Linked DNA regions of Sus scrofa: region 2 is linked to region 1. Evidence: chromatin contacts called from public Hi-C data. All regions are on one chromosome and are shown on one strand. The core of a region is the stretch at or near the end of the contact, and the rest is flanking DNA. Distances in the headings are between cores, read along the strand shown. Region 1 has its middle 66 kb from the start of KLF6. Region 2 has its middle 19 kb from the start of KLF6.

What was found. Hi-C and Micro-C count contacts between places; a contact is called where the count stands out from the background.
Region 2: a Hi-C map of retroperitoneal adipose tissue shows a contact between it and region 1, with 2.0 times the contacts expected there. The contact joins two enhancer-like sites. A contact is called at or near these places in 1 of 5 promoter capture datasets (liver), 11 of 47 Hi-C or Micro-C datasets (alveolar macrophages, blood, embryonic fibroblasts and 5 more) and 2 of 2 datasets of contacts at active chromatin or transcription factors (alveolar macrophages and skeletal muscle).

Annotation. Positions count from the first base shown.
Region 1 is chr10:66,419,441-66,424,466 of Sscrofa11.1, reverse strand. No RefSeq gene overlaps it. Among named protein-coding and RNA genes, the nearest start is that of KLF6, 66 kb to the left of the region's middle. Within about 2 kb of position 1,961, at least 14 of the 83 cell types and tissues checked have an H3K27ac peak or open chromatin away from gene starts, as enhancers often do. A contact at or near this core is called in retroperitoneal adipose tissue, where this site is marked.
Region 2 is chr10:66,466,394-66,471,659 of Sscrofa11.1, reverse strand. No RefSeq gene overlaps it. Among named protein-coding and RNA genes, the nearest start is that of KLF6, 19 kb to the left of the region's middle. Within about 2 kb of position 3,684, at least 2 of the 83 cell types and tissues checked have an H3K27ac peak or open chromatin away from gene starts, as enhancers often do. A contact at or near this core is called in retroperitoneal adipose tissue, where this site is marked.

The sequences.
Region 1 (5,026 bases), core at 712-3,211:
CTTTGGGGGTTCTTCGTGGCAGCTGGTGGCTCATCTGGGGACTGTCGCTTTCCGGTAAAAACAAACAAGCGAAAGTTGAAGTGTGACTCTGCAGTCATGTGCCCGACCCTCTTCTGTCATGGATTCAACCCAAAACGACTTCCCAAAGAGGGATTTCCTGATCCCTTTGCACCCTATCTTTTAAATTTTAAGCCATTTGACTCAATGAAAAAATTAAAGTGAAAATGAGAGACTCGCGTTTTGGGCTTTAGGCGCATGGATCACAGGCACACAGGGCTTCATATTTGGGCAGGAGAAGGAAACCCTCTCGGGAGTGCAAAAACTCACGCTCAATTTACCTTTTTTTTTTTTTTTTTAACGGATGCATCCTCAGCATATGGAAGTTCCTAGGCTAGGGGTCAAATCAGAGCTGCGGCTGAGGCCTATGCTGCAGCTTGTGGCAACGCCAGATCCTTGACCCCCTGATCGAGACCAGGGATGGAATCCGAATCCTCATGGACACTACGTTGGGTTCTTAGCCCTCTGAGCCGCAGTGGGAACTCCATTATTTGATCTTGTGTTACGCTTGTAACACGCTCGTGCCTTGCTGTCAATGCGCTCGCCTGAACGAGGGGCTCCCTCATCTGCGGGTTGACAAAGAAGCTGCGTGTCCTCCCTCCGGCGGCCGGGCTGCATTCCCTCTGCGCCCACATCCAGCCGGCAAGGATTTCTGGCTTCTTCCTCCCTTCCCCCACGTCTCACGGACCGCTGCTGACAGGTGGAGCCCACGACTTTGCAGATGGGAGCGGGCCTGCTGTCATTCTCCTGCCGCTGTGAGGAGAGCCCTGGTGACGATGTGGCACTTCTGCCCCTTGTTCAGAGTGTCAGCAAGTGGCCATCAGGGGACCCTCCTTTTAGGACCCGACATCCCTTCCAGCCTGACGATTTACAGCTGTGCAGGCAGGGGCTGTCTGTGTACCTCGGCTTTCACGGCACCGGACAGTTGCCACTGCAACTTCAGCTGAGGCTTTAATTTTTTCACTTTTTGGGAAATACAATATTAATACAATTTGTCACAATTCTCTAAGGAGCACTATTATGCTAGGATTTTAGTATGTTTTACCAATTTAGTTGTCATAATGGCCTGCAAGTGCCTTGATTTTAAATCCTTATTTCCCAGGTCTTTTGAGAGCTGGCTATAACCTGAGATTATTTCCCTAATGGACTGCCTCTATAATGTTCCTCTTAAAAGCCAAGTGGTACTTATCACTTCATTTTGCAGAGCGAGTGACATTTTTAGCTTGGTATTAATAATCCAACATTATAATAAAAATAATAATAGCAAGGATTTGAAAATCCATTACAAATCTCCCTAAACCCAGGTGAACTCATTAACTCTTAGGTAAAAGAAATTGGAACTAAAAAAAAGGAAAAGGAAAAGAAAGCTCTGCTTTTATTCTGCCCCTTGTGGTGACTTTGAGGGAGCGGAAGAGGTAGAAGTGAATGCTCCCGACTTCACATCTGGGGTTGGGCTCCCTGGAATGACCTGTTAAGATAAGCTGTGAGATTTAAAAATGAACACAGAGAAAGAAACATCCCTCTTATCTTGGAGTCAGACAGATGAATGTGAGGGCAAAGGCCTTGTTTCTGCTTTTGTGGTCCCAGGAGGTGGGCTGAGGCCAGAGAACAAAGCGACCTGGCTAAGCTTCCCCACCTTGCAAACAAAACCTGCAAACAAGCTAGGATTGTTCAACAATCCGAGTCTTATCGGAACAAGCTTCATCCTCTGTTTTTCTGTCTGAGAGATGGGCGCTTCGGTCACGGAGCGGGATGCTGGCCTCCCAGGCCTCTCCAGTGTCGGGCTGTAGGTGGACGTCCCAACCCAGGGCCTGAGGCTGTGGCCTGACGTGCAGACAGGGTCTGTACAGTGAGGATTAAGTTAAGGGGTCCTTGCGGGGCCCGTGTGCTTATGAAAGGGGATCAGGACCCGGCCTCACCCAGGGGAAGCAGACTGCGTGACGGTAAGATCAGAGACTGGGGGCTGCGTCTGCCAGCCCAGGAACCGCAGGCTGCCAGGAAAACCACAGCCACAGGAGAGAGGCCTGGAGCAGATTCTCCCTCGGAACCTCGAGGAGAAATTAACCTGTGGGCACTTGACCTTGGACTCTGGCCTCTGGACAGTGAGACAGGAGAGGTCTGACACGTCGTTCGTGTCTTTGTTACGGAAGCCCCAGCAAACCAACACTGGACACACGGGGACCCAAAGCCCAGGCCCCATGACGTCCAGGCCTGTTGAGCGCTCCAGTGAGTTTAGTGGGTGATTCCCCATGAGACTCTAAACGACCACATGCAAAGCATCAAGGGAAGGCCTCAGAGTGATTCGAACAGCAAATGCTGTCAGAATTCAGAGGGCAGGAGAGAGACAGAGCTGGAAACTTCCAAAGAGTCCCACTGCTTGGATCAAAGAGCAAAGGAAGAAGAGAGCCTATGAGTCGAGAGGAAGAAAGCAAAGGCCTGGTTTTGGAGATGCGTGCTGGGAACCAGAGCCAAGGCCCCATCTCTTTGCAGGTCTCATTGGCTGTGGAAAGAGAACCAGTGGGACAGAAAGGACCCCCTGCAGGCGAGGGGCTCGGGTGGTGGAGGAGGGAGCCCTTCCATCAGACTCAAGGTCTCCGGGAGGTTGTGTTTTCCTCTACCCACCAGTTTAAGAAAACATAGAAAAGCCAAACTATAAAGATGTATTCTGCTACTTCCATGCAGCGCCAACATCAGGGCCAAACATCCAGGTAATATGCAGGTACATCCCTGGCAAGGCCCTTGTTGCCTGGGAATGACTTTATCATTTAAGACCATGAAAGAAAGTTGGATTTTATGCTTAAAGATGGAAACATTTCTTGCCATTTGTAGAGCTTATCCAAACTCAACTTCACGTTCCTATTCAATCCCCATAAATGGGAAAAAAAGCTATTTAATGATTGACTGGGGTTGCCTTTAAATATAGTTTTGGCCTGTCTTTGAGGGCTTTTTCTTTCATTTTCTCTTAGTGGGTTTCCATTTGCTATGGCCTCTCCTGGTTGGTTCCATCTTTTCAGCAGCTCATGCGATTCTGCCTTTATGGTGCAGATGCAACCCCTCTATCATTTTATTTTCCTCTGAGGAAATTCTCAATATGTGAGTTTAACTCTCAAAGTTGGTGAGACAAGGAAATGGCGAAAAACCACAGTGGAAATGTGACTCACTCAGAAACTTCAGAATGGCCATGTGCTACTAAAAAGAATTAGTCATCCCCACGGCCTGGCCAGACGTCTCCTTGGATCTCCTGTACATAATTTACTGGTCTTTCAGCGCCTGGTTTGTTCGGGGTGAACACTTGCTACCCGAGTGGGCATCATCCTCCTTGCCACGCGGTCTTCCTCGCCTCTCCTCCACCAGTGGGAACAGAGATTCACCTAGGCCATGTGTGCTCAGGAGGATGCCTGCTGTATACTTTCACCCACTGGATTAAGAATTAAAAGTGAGTAATTCTAGGACGTGGTCGCAGTCATTGAAATAGAGGTAGAAAGGTTGACAAGTCTCATTTAAACATGGGCATTGCAGTCACTGGATAGACATCTGATCGAATCACCATCTGCTCCATTGGCGTGCAGCTCTTCAGAGGAAGAAAAACCAAAGCATAGCTGGGTCTGAGGCATCCTGTTGGAAGGTCAACAGCAAATTACACTTGTGTCTCCCCAGTACCTAGTTCACCGTTTCGGTAATGCACACTCAACCACTCAAGACCCGTCTGTGGTTTAGTGGCAATGTGGGTCTTGGTACAAATTAGAGAGAGACCCCCTTCCTCATCACGCATATGCTGTGCTTGTTGTTTTTCTCAGAAATGACTGACTTTTTCCAGCTTCCCCGAGGTATGGTTGACAAATAAAACTTGTCCATATTTAAGGTGCACCATGTGGTGGTTTGGTACATGCGTAGGTTGTGACACGATCACCACAAGCAAGTTGATGAACATATTGCCTTCACATCGTTGCTGTGTGTGTGAGTGTGTGTGTGTGTGTGTGTGTGTGTGTGTGTGTGGTGAGAACACATAAGATCTCCCCCCTTGGAAACTTTCAAGTGCGCACGTAGTATGATTCGGGGGTGTCGCCACACTGTAGATTAGATCCCCAGAATTTGCTCCTCTTAAAACTGAAAGTCTCCACCCTGGCCCATCTCCAGACTTCGCTCACCACGGCCCCTGATACCCACCATCCTCATCCCTGCTTCTCTGAGTTTGGCTTTTTAGATTCTACATGTAGGTAGACTCGTGCAGTATTGGTCTCTCTTCGTCTGGCTTATTTCACTCGGCACAATGTCCTCCAGGTTCGTCCACGTTTTCCCAAAGGGCAAGATTTCTTTCTTTTTTGTGCTATTATCCCACATTTTCTTTATCCATCTACCCATCCACAAGAACTTAGGTTGCGTCCAAATGTTGGCTATTTTGAATAAAGCCACATCAAGCACCAGACTGCACGTATCTCTTCCAGATAGTGATTTTACTTCCTTCAGATAAATGCCAGGAGGGGGGTTGCTGGATTATAGGGTAGCCCTAGTTTTGATCTTTTGAGGCAATTCCATACTGTTTTCCGAAATGGCTGTACCAGTTTTCTGGCCACGAACAGAGCATTATTCCCTCCCCCACCTTCCTGCCAGCACGCGTTATCTCTTGTCTTTTGGATAATGGCCATCGCAAGAGGTACGAGGTGGCATCACACTGCGGTTTTGACCTGCATTCCCCTGGTTACTGACCTTGAGCATCTCTCCATGTATCCATTGGCCATTATCTACTGTGTGTCTTCTTTGGGAAAAATGTCTATTCAGGTCCTTTGCCTTTTTTTTTTTTTTTTGCTTTTTAGGGCTGCATCTGTGGCATATGAAGGTTCCCAGGCTAGGGGTCCAATCGGAGCTGCTGCTGCTGGCCTACACCACAGCCACAGCAATGCAGGATCCAAACCATCTCTGCGACCCACACCACAGTTCATGGCAACGCTGAATCCTTAACCCACTGAGC
Region 2 (5,266 bases), core at 2,435-4,934, 45 kb before region 1:
AATCAGGAAACGTTGCTTCCATTAATTATTATTAAATGGTTGGCTAGCGTTTCACTTCTGTGTATGTTCTCTTTCTCATAACTAAAAACTAGTGAACATTTAATTGAATTTTGATGATAATCTTAATAGCATCATCGTACATTTACTCCTTAAAGCAATTTCATGTTTGCAAATTGCTTTTGCATTCCTTTTAGCTAGTTACATAACTTACTTGCTCAAAGAGTAAAATTAAATTCCCACTAATGGAACGGGGTTTTTGCTTTTTCAGTGTAAACACAAATGTGTCAAGCAATGTAAGGAAAATGGCTTGTTTCGATATGGATTCGCCCGTCCTTATTACTAAGTGTCTTTCGGTTTCTGTCAGACCTCAAGCTGCCTGCCTGGGCATCGGGGTGGGCATGGCAAAGGAGTTCTGAGAGAGGGCACTTCCTGGCAGGCCCTCCGTTGATTTCATCATCTAGACTCTCGCCCGCTGATCCCCGTGACAGCCAGGTCAGCATCAGGTCAGAGTCCAGAAGGGGTTCCTCTCTTGGTATTTGGAAGGACCTTGCAGGGGTCCCCCATATTTAATAATCACCTGGACGGACGCATCGATTTCCAAAGAGCATGCCACTGCGGAACAGCAGCCCAGGGGAGAAGCTCGATAAGTGCCCTCTTGACTGGGCACTGAAACTCTTAGTAAGAAACTCCTGGTGTCCAGAGCCGTAGAGGCACACTCCACTCTGGGTAAACTCTTAAAGAACGGCTACGCGTGAGAGTTATTATTATTATTATTATTATTATTAACCTTTTAAAGACATAAAACCCATCTCTCTGCAGGGCTCCTGTGCTTAGGCTCAGCCTCCAGGCGGCCAACCTCAGGGTGGGGCTGCGGTGGGAAGGCCGCGGGAGGCACAGCGAGCTGGGCTGTTGTCCTGGGGAGGTGCTGCGGGCTCCTTGCAGGCAGAGGTCGGTTATGGGACTTTAGCAGCAGATTTCAGCACCCTGCTCTTATCTCTTTGCCATCAGTTTTGTCAAAATGTTAAAAATCACCTATCTGGAGACACCGTGTGGAGGAGAGAGGGGACCTTTGTTTAGGTAGGAGCGTCCTCCTAACTCAGCCCAGCAACCTTTCCCTTTGAAGATCAGCCCCTTGCCCCCCTGGAGATGCCTCTGGGGCCGCAGTGCTGAGAGCCTCAGGAGGTTCCGAGATATTTTGAGGACTTTAACCTCCAACCGGTGTCCGCGTCCAGCCCTCCTCCTCCACCGTGGGTGGGTCGGGAGAGGTGCCCTAGGCCATCCAGCCTGCAGCTTCTCTGCCACCCAAACGCGTCTCCCCGGAGGGTTCTTCCCTTAACTCCTCTCTGCCGACACTTTTCCCAGCTGTGTGGACAGTGGCTGCCCGGAGGGCATCCCCGCTGAAGACAAGGCACCTTCCTCAGGCCCCCACCCGGGTTCTCCTTGAACCGCGTCTCCCGCTTGGAATAGGCCAGATGGGGGCGTGCTCCGTGGCTCGTGGAATCTGTCCTGGTAAAATGTACAACTTACTGAACAAAAACCTCTGCTTAAAAAAAGAGATTTTCCTTGTATTCTTCGATTCTACAAAGAGGCAGAAGTGGAAAAAAAATGTCCTGAGAATTGGAGTTTCCCCCCAATTTATTTTCTTAAAGTTAAAAAAAAAACTGAGATACAATGGACCTATAACATTCCGCTCTGTACTGGCTTCAGAGGTGCAGTGTAATGAGCTGATCCGTGTGTATACTGCAACGTGAGAGCCACAACTAAGTCCGGTTATCATCCGTCAGCATCCACCATGACAGATTTTGTTTTCGTGTGATGAGAACTTCCAAGACCCCCTCCCAAAGCGACTTTCCAATATACAGTAGTCACAGGTGTAATACTTGAGTTCTTCTTCTAGACGGAGAAATCATCATTTCTGAAATTCAAGTCCCAAAGGCAAATAATTGGGACCTTCTTAGCTGGTATGTAGCATATACTTTCGAAAGTAGGGGTCCTGTATTCATGACACCGGTGATTAGGAGAGTCCCGCACGGATGCAGCCATTCTTCCCACCTGGAGTCAAAAGAAAAAATCTATCACACAGACTCATCGGCAAATATGTACTGGGCGTTTTTGAGTGAGTGGCAATTGCAGATCCCCTGGGATCCCAAAGTACACATGACCTGCTGGCTCCTGGTTGTGCTGGCAAACGGGCCCCTTCCCTGTGCTGGTCACCTGGCATCGTGCAGATGGTTATCAGGACATTTCAAATGCCATCCTCCTCTACATCGGTGGCTTGGGTTTGTTTTATTGACACAGCCCCCCCCCATCACCATAGTAACCCTTCTCATTCCTGCAATAATTCTCCTCCGGGATAATACGGTGCTTTGGGAGGGCTGAACAGAATTCGTGTGGGGCTGGGTTGTAATGTGAGAAAGCCACCCCTCTCTGAAATTCTGTCATGGTTGGGACTCTACTCGTAGTGTGTGTGACCTCAGATTCCTTAAACACGGATATTGCTGGGCTTTACGATAAATATACTTGTGGGCATTAATTAATTTTGTTTATTTATTGACCTAAAATTTTTTTGGCCTTGCCCATGGCATGCAGAAGTTCCTGGGCCAGGGGTCAAACCCACACGACAGTAGCGACCTGAGCCACAGCAGGGACAAGGCTGGATCCTTCCTCCGATGAGTCACCAGGGAACTTCTATAAACACTAATTTTTAAAAAATCTTTGTGAACATCAATTAATTAAAATAAACTTTCCCGTACATCTAAAAGTATAGGAAAGAACAGCAGTGTTTCTTTCCCTTTTATTTATGATTCCTGTTTGAGCTTTTTTTTTTTTTTTTTCTGCTTTTTGGGGCGGCGCATGTGGCCTATGGAGGTTCCCAGGCTATGGGTTGAACCGGAGCTTTAGTGGCTGGCCTGCGCCACAGGCACAGCAATGCAGGACCTGAGCTGCATCTGCGACGTACACCTGAGCTCATGGCAACACCGGATCTTTAACCCACAGAGCGAGGCCAGGGATCAAAAACACATCCTCATGAATACTAGTCGGGTTCGTTACTGCTGAGCCATGGCGGGAACTCCTTTCTTGTTTTGTTTTGTTTGAGCTGTTTATTTACAGAATGGGCTTGAGGTTGACTCGAAACTCAAAGGTGGACTCACCAGGACACCTGTTCTAGAGCTCTGACGGGCTTACCTGCCATCTGGGCTCCTGGATCAGCTCCTTCTCGACTTGCGTGGAGGACTGGGGGGCATCAGCGTATTCCCCGTAGATGCTGTATGTTCCATAAACACTCATAACCTACGTGCTGGGGTCCCTCTCAGTGGCCATTCACCATCTTGGATTAGAGCATGGACCAAAACAACACCCTCAGGGACCTCTCTCTCCTGCTGCCCCCTTTTATGCCTGGCAGGGAACCACCTGGAAGTGACCGCGTGTGGGGGGGTAACTAAAGAGAGCAGCTCTGTCTGAGAGTCTGTCATGGGGCAGGTGCAAGTTTACTTTCTGGCCTGGGGCTCTCACTTCTCCACCAAGAGCCTCCGTCTCCATCTGCCCAGGCCTGCTTCCCACAGCCACCAGCTGTGCTGGGAGGTGACGCAGAGCACACATGCTGTGAGTCTGCCTATAGCCGATGATAAGGGCTTCACCGCTGGCTTTCAACAATGGCAGGGCCCACATGCAGGGGCATCCCAGTCCTGGCTGCCCTTGGGTTGGGCAGAAACATGCTCTGTTGGAATTAAAAGGCATCCCCTCTTGTGTGGAATGGCTCCCCCTTTACGTGTGAGAGAAACCCAGGGCTTGACTGGAAATAGACAAACCTCCAAACATGGAGCTGGTAACTTTCAGTGCCCGGTCGCAGGCCTGAGGGCTGTTGACCCCCCTGAGCAGGAGCCTAACGGACCCCGTTGCGTCTTGACCCAGACAATTCCTGCCCTCAGGACACATCAGGCCCTACCTGCTCTGCGCTGGGAACCTGGACCACCTGCCTTCTGTGGTTGGGCAGTTCCACAGCTTAATTTGGTGCCATTGGCCAGATTCACAGGGGCACTTAAACCATTATCATTAGGAGCTCCTGCTGTGGCTCAGTGGGTTATGAACCTGACTAGGATCCATGAAGATACGGAGTCAATCCCTGGTCTCGCTCAGGGGGTTAATATCTGGTGTTGCCATGAGCTGTGGTGTAGGTCACAGCTGCAGCTCTGATTCGACCCCTAGCCTGGGAACCTCCATATGCTGCAGGTACAACCCTAAAAAGCAATAAAAATAAAATAAAACGCTACCACTATATTCAGTTTTAATCTGTGGAGCATCTGAGTCACACGCTCTCGGTGCTGGAGCAGAAGGGAATCCTCAGGCCATTTCCCGATGTGACTTAGGTACAGCCTGAGGCGCCCTGGGAGACCTCTGCTACCTTCCTCACAGCCAGGTCTTTGCTGCCCAAGTTTCTCGTGCAGAGCCGATGAACACAGGAGTTTCCTGTTTTCCTCTGAGTCCCTGCGAAGATGCAGAGAAAAAAGGGACTATTTTAAAAGCGTCTACGGATCTGGTTTTCCTTACACGCTTCCTCACTCGAGTGTGAATCACGCGGTGAAAAATGCACCTCTGTGTGGGTTTCGTGAACATCTGCCGGTGAGCGTGCTCGGCAGGCTTCAGTGACTTCGTTTGTTACACCTTCAAAAGGATGCAGCCCCAAGCCCTGGTCGTTGGGATCAAGAGGAGAACCCACCTCTGCCGTGGGTCGCTTTGACCTTGGAGCTGCAGGACAGGTGGCTGCAGAATTAAGCCAGGCTCACGCTGACACTTTCTAGGAAGAGCACTGCTGCCTTTACCTGTTCTGCCCAAATGCCATGTTTGCTTAAAAGAGATGCAGGGAGCTGGATGCCACGGGCACCCACTGGTGGCTCTGGAGTCACCTCAGTTAAAGGAGCATCCTTGCTGTGCTCCTGGGTCTACGTCTGTTTGACGGTAGACGGTCAAACACCGCTGCCCTGACACAGGGGACTCTCACCTGTAGCAGCTTTTTCTGGCGACTTTGGGGGCCAGGAATTTGTGGTGGGCTCCAGCGTGCGGAGCTCCCACGGGGCCCCCCATGCCCTTGCAGCTGGACATTGGCCAGGGCTGCTGTTCCCCGAGGGCCAACCGGGCTGGAGGTTCAGGTGGCTCAGGGTTGCACGCTGGCCACCAGCTCAGCCGGGGCTGCTGCCTGGAGCAGTTGCAGGTGTCCCCCCAGGACAGCAGGCCCTGCAGAGCTAGACTTCCAGCCTCCCCAGGGCGG